2 separate regions of the Mus musculus genome follow, and region 1 is linked to region 2. A link is a contact called in public Hi-C data. All regions are on one chromosome and are shown on one strand. The core of a region is the stretch at or near the end of the contact, and the rest is flanking DNA. Distances in the headings are between cores, read along the strand shown.

Evidence for each region. Hi-C and Micro-C count contacts between places; a contact is called where the count stands out from the background.
Region 1: a Hi-C map of cerebellar granule neurons shows a contact between it and region 2, with 3 times the contacts expected there. The contact joins two enhancer-like sites. A contact is called at or near these places in 5 of 484 Hi-C or Micro-C datasets (cerebellar granule neurons, cerebellum, cerebral cortex and 2 more).

The regions. Positions count from the first base shown.
Region 1 is chr3:20,984,660-20,988,347 of GRCm38.p6, forward strand. No RefSeq gene overlaps it. Among named protein-coding and RNA genes, the nearest start is that of Gm31552, 160 kb to the left of the region's middle. Within about 2 kb of position 1,557, at least 38 of the 459 cell types and tissues checked have an H3K27ac peak or open chromatin away from gene starts, as enhancers often do. A contact at or near this core is called in cerebellar granule neurons, cerebellum and forebrain, where this site is marked.
Region 2 is chr3:20,660,230-20,664,497 of GRCm38.p6, forward strand. No RefSeq gene overlaps it. Among named protein-coding and RNA genes, the nearest start is that of Gm31466, 160 kb to the left of the region's middle. Within about 2 kb of position 1,837, at least 34 of the 459 cell types and tissues checked have an H3K27ac peak or open chromatin away from gene starts, as enhancers often do. A contact at or near this core is called in cerebellar granule neurons, cerebellum and forebrain, where this site is marked.

The DNA of each region.
Region 1 (3,688 bases), core at 307-2,806, 320 kb after region 2:
GTAGCAGAGGCAAAAAGAGGTATAGAGAGGGAGAGAATAGAGACATAGAGGCTGGCCATGGCCACATGGAGAGAGGGGGAAAGGGAATGGGTAGAGAGGGGGAGCAAGAGGCAAGAGAGCAGGAGAGAGAGAGGAGGGGGCAAACAGCCCCTTTTATAGTGGGCCAAACCTACCTGGCTGTTGCCAGGTAATTGTGGGGAGGAGCATACCTGGCTGCTGCTGTGGAGTTTAGACAGAATATCAACAGTACCCATTCTTCATGGTGTGTGTGTGTGTGTGTGTGTGTGTGTGTGTGTGTGTGTGTGTGAGTGTGTGTTCATGAATCTGAACATGTGTGTGGAGGTAAGAGATCAACCTCAGAAGTGTTCCTGAGTTGTTAGTTCTTCACATTGTATTTTGAAGAAGGATCCTGAAACTCTCCAGTTCAGCTGGGCTAGCTAACCAATAAGTCTCAGTGATCCATTTGTGTCTGTTTCTCAGTGCCTGGGTTTGTAGCAGCATCATTGTATCCGGGCTCTTTTTGATGTGGGCCCTGGGAATCAAAGCCAGGCTTTCATAATTTAGTGGTAATAACTTTATAGATTAAGCCATATGCTGACCCCATATTTCTTCATATATCTTTCTGTGGTGTATGCAAAAGAAAACCATTCTTCTGACACTTATTCTTCATCCCAGGATGTTCAGAAAAATCACAAACTCTCCTTGATTGAGTCCTCCATGAGCTCAGTTTGGATTTTGAATCCAGGCTACTATAAAGGAGAAACAAGTCTGAAGGTGCGGAGGCAGCAACATCATCTGCCGTGCAGCACTTTGCCATAGCTGGCCCTCCAATTCTACCTTGACTTCCATTTCTACACTGAAATAGAAATGTAGTAATTACTATCCAAGGTTGAGTTCTTTCTGATCATCTTGCCACTTAGCAAGTTTTGCCCCATGTTTTTCTTCCAGATATTGGGTATGCAACTTTTGAGAAGAGTAACTAGAAACTTCAGGGCCTGTGAATATGCATCTATACACAAAGTTTTCTGTAAATGCACTGTTCATTTTGTGCAAACCTTCTGTTCATGTTCTATTTGATTAACGAGAATAATCAAGCATCTAAATAAAAATCATTGTGTGTTACCACTTGAGAGTGTTTAACCTAGTCCTAGACAGCTTGGGAGGCTGGCAAAAGGCAAGATGTACTGGGCTGGGGAATATCCAGGCAGGCACAAAGGGACCCGTGTGCCATTTATGCCAGTCCATTTTGCTAGGATGCCAGTTCAATCTCATTAGAGCAAGATTCTTTCCAAGTTGAGATGAAGTGTTGAAGAGGTTTAACAGTGGCTCCTAATTTTGAATGCTAAAGAAAAATCAGAGTGAGAAGGCTGCCTTCTGGAATCACCTTGAATGACTTGCCCATGGAGCCTCCTCCCAATTCTATTACTAAAAGAGCCATGTGGGTCTATTTCTCTGTGCTTTCCTCTTCCATACTTGACAGCTGGGAGGTATAGAACCTTTCCAATTATTTGTGAATCACTTGGCTGTTCCCCAGGTGCAATGCTGGAAGGTCTGGGAGATTTTATGTGCTAATCAGTGCTGATTTGGAGCAAAGCCAGCCCAGGGAGAGCTTGTGCCCTTTTAGAAGTGAAAAGCTACATTTGCCAAGGACCGAAGTTCGAGAGGAAAAGTAAAAGCTTTCTGAATCCTCCCCTTCACAAAATAAGAAACATCACTGACACCTCATTTAAGGACAACATCCCACTGTTTCTTCTCCATTTCTGTTTCCCCACTAAGCTTCAGTTTATTGCCTCATTATGTGCTGGGAACATGAAAGCTGACAAGGAGATAGAATTCTAGATCAGCAGTTTCCTGAGCCCATCCCCCAACTCCCTAAGTCCTGCTCCCCTCCTCCTCCTGGCATCCCTCTTCTTTTCTTCTTCCAGATCTCCTGCCTCCTGCCTGCAGCTCTCTTACTGCTGCCTGGCAACCGCACTACAGGGGATGTCACACAGGATTGCTTATTAGAGCTTCAGAGAAATAAACATGAAGGGAAACATTCTGGGTGATACATTAGAACTGCTATGTGCAAGGGCACAAAAGCCAGGTAATTCCAGGAGTGATACTTAAGTAGAATTTTGCACCATGGTGCCTAGGTCTTTCCAGGACTCCTGACATGGGCAGAAGAAAGTGGGAGGAGAAAAAAGATAAGAGGGCTAAAAAAGCTATCTATGGCTTTTAATAGATAGATAGCTTTTAATTGGCTATGTATTAATTATAACCATTATGTTGGCTTATACCTCAAGAATAATTATGTCTGAGCTTTAAGAACTTAACAAAAATGTTGCAGTCATCATTTGAAAGAGACAATGAGCCTGTGCAAAACCTGGCTCTGCAGTCCCCATGCTAATCTCCACTCTTAGAATTGTTGTGTACCTAGCTTTAGCAGGACCAAAGAGAGCCCAATCTAAAGTCTGGAAGGGGGCCAGGACACACAAATTCTGCAGGACCATTCGTCTGCAAATAATGAGAGTCTTTTGTTCTTCAGACATTTGCCCAGTTCCATTGCTTGCAGCCTCAGACACTGACTGAACACATTCTTTGTGCCACCTACTAGGTACAGTGACCAGAACAAAAGACCTGCTGAACTTCCTAGGTATCACATTATCACAGCAACTATTTGACAATTAAATTACTAAAACTCCAGTAAAGAACAAAGTAGTAAAGCCTGCATTCCACTCTGGGCTGTCTGTCTCTCTGCATCAGGAATGTTTTTTTATCAGTGCTCTTTTGGGTCAGGTCACATCTATTTGGCCCTGCAAGGGAAGAAAGGAAGCAGGTTTCCGCCTTGATAAGCTTCCTGCATTTGTGGCACAGGCAAGACAAACATGGAAGTGAAGTGTGAATCTCCAAAACTGTGGTCTCACCTTTAACCCAAATGTAAAGTCCTTCTGGGTCCCAGGTCCCTATCCCTTGACTCTTAAAAATTGCCAGGAATAGTGTTTATTTACTGGGTTAAGTTGACTGTAAATTTTAATGAAGACCCACTTTCTGAAATTCCCTTTCCCTTCATATGATATTGAAATCATGGTGCTACTGTGTGAATGGCCAGGTACAATGAGATGGCTTAATATTCTAATCAAGATGGACAGAGAACTACTATAACTTGGAAAAGGGGCCCTTCAGAAAATGGTGTCAGTGGTGAATTTGGTATGGGATTAGAATCAATGTCTCTCACCAAAGAAATTAGAATTAAGAAGTAGGGACTAGTGTCTGGTAACTAAATGAGGTTCTGTGTTTGGTGTTCTGAAATGTTCTACGTGCTCAGAATGTGCAAATAGAATAGAAATGGAAGAGTCAACTATCAAGGCAAACAGACAGGCCCAGAAGACATGAGCAACATGGTAAGTCCCAGCCTCCTCTTTATGTTTCAGCTAGCAAACTGGAATATTCGCCTCAGATACCGATTAGCACATTCTGAGAGTGGGTGGACTCTTCTATGCCCTGTTACAGGTGTGTGGTTACTGTATGGGGAGAACCTCTGAATGCCAATATTTCTTATCCTCAGCTCATGGTAACACATAGATATGGCAGACTGTAGGAAAATTGCTAGACTTGAGCCATGGCAGAAACCTAGATTTGAAAACTAGCATAGATAGGAATGTTTTGGTGTCTAGCAGAGAAAATCAAGTCTTAGGAACCTGCTTTT
Region 2 (4,268 bases), core at 587-3,086:
CGGAGACAATCTTTGCTTGTTCATATTGCTTTATTTGGCGTGGATTTGGATGCACAGACTTTATTCATGATGAACCAAGAATTATATAATTTTGAGAAAGGGCATGAGAATATCCAGGAATGGAAGGTCATTAGCTGAAGGCTAAGGCTACTGAGATACCTCATTTGTATTGAGAAGCTTTCCATGTCCTATGCTATGCTATGTGACTGAGTGCCTGTGGTCATCTTGGTTGAGTGTCATGGTTACCTGCTCCAGAGCAGGCATTAGAGGCAGGGAGGGAATATTCCACTCCTACCATTTCAGAGCTCCAAGAGTCCCAGTGTTTGAGCAAGCTCCACTTTACCAGTTCTTATGCTCGTCTGCTGGCATGAACATCGTGCCCTACACACGTGCTGACTGGTCCAGTGGCTTTCCATGTGTATATTAGCACCTTTCACCATCAACGAGTGGAAGAATCTCTCACACACCTAGCATTGACTTCTCCATCTGGGTGATGCAGCCCTTTCCGTGTGTGTCTACTGCACCCATGGCTCAAAGCACTCCAGACTCTATATCTCACATCCCATTTCCTGTTTCCCGAACCTTCCGAGGATGTTCTTTATACTCTTCTCCACTCTAGTTTTTAGCCCCATCCCCTAGTTTTTTAACCTAAATATCTCAAAACTGTTACTGCAGAGCCTTTCCTGACTTTGCTCCTTTTTCCTAGACAGTAATTGAATGGCCTGATGAGGATTTCACTGTCTTGTGTAGTCAGCATTGGTTACTCATATTGAAGCTGTGACCCTGAAGGACAAATATTATATATACATTTGATTCTAAATTTTTAAATCCAAATACATTCCTGGCCCAACACTTATACTTCCTCATCTTGACATGTCTTTTCTGAGCTCAAATGAAGGACACAATCAGAAGAGTAACTGGATCATATTCGGATCTATTCATAAGTGACACTATATATAGTCTCTTACTTTAAACTAGTCTGCTAATTTGTTTCAAGTGGACAATCCACATATTTTCTGTGTTTCTGCTCATTTTCAAAACTGAAAATAACAAGGATATGTTATATTCATCCAAACTAATCACATCAGAATGATCTTTTTACTATTTTGGACCATTGCATTTTATGTCTTGTAAGCTCTGAGAAGGGAGTGACTTTCATGAAACTCATGGATTTTCCCTCAAAGCTGGAAGCAAACCCGAAGTTAAATCTGATAATATCTGAAATTTACAGATGGGAAGAACGAGACCCCATGAACAGTGGGGGTTTTCCTATTGACAGAAATCATTAATAATCAAACTAGGATAAGTGCTTCCGGGCCAACCAGATATTATAGATGCTTGTTTCCTCCAGCAAGATTATTAGATCCTGGGAAAAGAAATGTTATGGAATTGCTGGTGATCCTATAACTGTCAATCAATTCTAGGCCAGGAAATCCAGAAGTTAAGGAGGTGGTTATCTTGCTAGGGAAATTCTAAAAGCCTTCCTGATGAGTTGACATCATAACAATACAGACTGTTTTCACAGAGGGAGGGCTCTGTTTAGTTTGCTTGGAGAGAAGGCAGCAGCAGTACAATTTTGATGTTTCTTGTTCTCCCTCTTCTCTTGAATGAGCAGCAGGCATCTCTCTCCTTCCCCCTCCCCAGGCAGCCCCTAACTCCTGTCAAGATGCACTGACAGTCCTCTGAGATAAATATTCTTATCTTGTCCTAGCCAGCTTCCATCTGGATAAAGGTATCTATCTCATGTAAATATTTCCCAGGCCCCTATCTCTGCAGGACTGAAGTGCTCAATTAGCTATGGACTAAGCCTTTGCAGCAAATGGCACAAATGGTGAACAGCTGCTATGTTTCAGGAGAGGTGAGGTCATCCCTATATATAGAGCCTGGCAAGCTGCTTGTAGCCCTAGCCGCTCTCAGCATGCAAACCACACCTGAGCTATAAGTCAGTCATCTGCCTGGAATGACAGGGTCATGGCAGATCTTTCCTTCTTTGATGGGCAACTCAGAAGGAGATCAAAGTCCTTTACAATTTTTCAGCTCTTTCTCACAACTGCTGCTTACAGCATTTTCTATTACTTTTTTTTTTCCTGCCAGCATTATACATAATAAAAATCATTGCCTACAAAACTGGCTTTATTTTCTTTCTTGATTTTTCTCTTAATAACCTGTGGTTTGACTATAGATAATTTCATAACATATTATCAGGGTACCTATAGAATTGTCACTTATTAGCATCTTGGCAATAAGTCATGCTGTACTTATTACTCTTTCTCCTGTATTTCCTATTACATCATAAAACTCCTTTTTCCTGGCACAGTGTACTAGAATGAATATGTCAAAGTGACTATTCCTAAACCCTTATTAACTCTGATGACCTAATCACTGCTAAGATGGCATGATTGTTGTAGCTTCTACAAAAATCTAGAAACGATGAGACAATCTGCTCTTAGACTCCAGTTGGTTCTCAGTTGGGCTGTAGTTATGACTGTGATGATTGAAAACGGTCCTGAAATAATGCCAAGTGATGGCTAGATCTCCCCATCATTTGATTGATTCGAATTTTCTGTAACTCAGAGACAAGGACAGGACAATTAGTGAATTGTATAAAGCCGGCTACATATATAGACAAGATATACTTGTTACTGGGGGTCTTGCAGTCAATCTAGCTTCAACTACCCTCAACTGTGCACTCTAGAAAACCCACAGAAGCCAGTGAGCTTCTGTTTCATCACCAAGAAAAGAGAGATGACAATCTCCAACCACTTTGCTTCCCTCACAAGGTGAGGGAGATTCTCCTGCAAGAATGTGTTCACAATGTCGTGTCCATTAAACCATCTGGCGAGTGGGGGCAGTGGCTTGAGATATGGCTCAGTGGTTTAGAGAACAAACTGCTTATTCACAGGACCATAGGATCTGACAGTGCCCAAGTCAGACAGTTGTGAACAAGAAAGACCTACCTGAATGGACAACTTCTTTAAGTAAGTTATAAATTTCTGCTGTGGTTCACAACATTCTATCCTCAGTGTAGAGTGCAGAGAGCAGTCCAACATAAGTAAACATATTGCTTACACTAATACGACTGAGTGTTCTTTAGAGGCACAGATGACAGCATGTAAAACTCCCCTGCCACTTCCTTTTGTCTTGCCCACTCCTGTCAGCACTCAATCTGTTTAGGTCATTCAAAGTCACCTAAATTGCTGGTCTGCAGCTAGCTACTTACAGGTAGGAGTGGCGAGAATTCAGCTGATTTCCTATGAACTTCAGCCTGCATTAAATAGACTTTCAAGTTGCTTTAAAATTCTTAGTTTATTCTTAAGGATTCCCCTCCTGGGTTTCTGTGCTCTCTCTATAAAATGGCAATGTGATAAACCCCTCTGCCAAGGCATGGCTGTTGAAAACTCAAGAGTTTTTATTTAATCATGGTGCTGAGTTCCTGTCTAGCCTTGGATATGCTATTTTACATTTCAAATATTCCATCTGTAAAGGATGAAAGGTAATCCTTACTTATCATACAGGGACTTGAAGGATGATAGATGATTTGGTGTTTTAAAGAGCTGTGGACACACTAAGTCCAAAATAACTGATGTTTCAGTTGTCTTTGAAATAACTCAGGGTAGTGGGGACATTTCAAGGTAAAGCACTAGCTAATTGATCTGCTTTGGCATGCTAACTCATTCTCTGGGATTGGAGGAAACCCTTCTCAAATGAATGGGATTTTCAATAGACTTTTTAAACTTATTTAACAAACATTGAAATTCTAGATAGGGTTGGATCCTAGATCAGAATGTAGATGTAAATGTCTATTCCACTGATATTGTATCCATTGCAGAGCATGTCATACTTCAGGACTGTGAAACATAAGTCATGGGAAACATAGATACTTAGTGATAAGTGAACTATATAATATTAGTTATCCATAGGATGCCCTAGGGACAACAGTAAGAGCAACCACCACACTAGAAGTCAGATAAACAATTCTTTCCCCCAAAATGATATTTTTATTAATTATTTGGGGATTTCATGCAATGTACCCTGATTACACTTGTTTCCCTTTCATTCAAGGTCTACCCTCTTACCCTAGTACCTCACAGAAAAACGTGATTATGTTGCCCATATACTCAGAGCATGGTCATACTCTCTTATCCATCAGAGGCATTTAAATTTTAACTGTGAAATAAGATTGCTGTTTCAGACAAGAAAGGAATGGGATATGAATGATTTTATTTGTAGTCTTTCAGGCCTTATTTATTTATTTAATCAATTCTTAT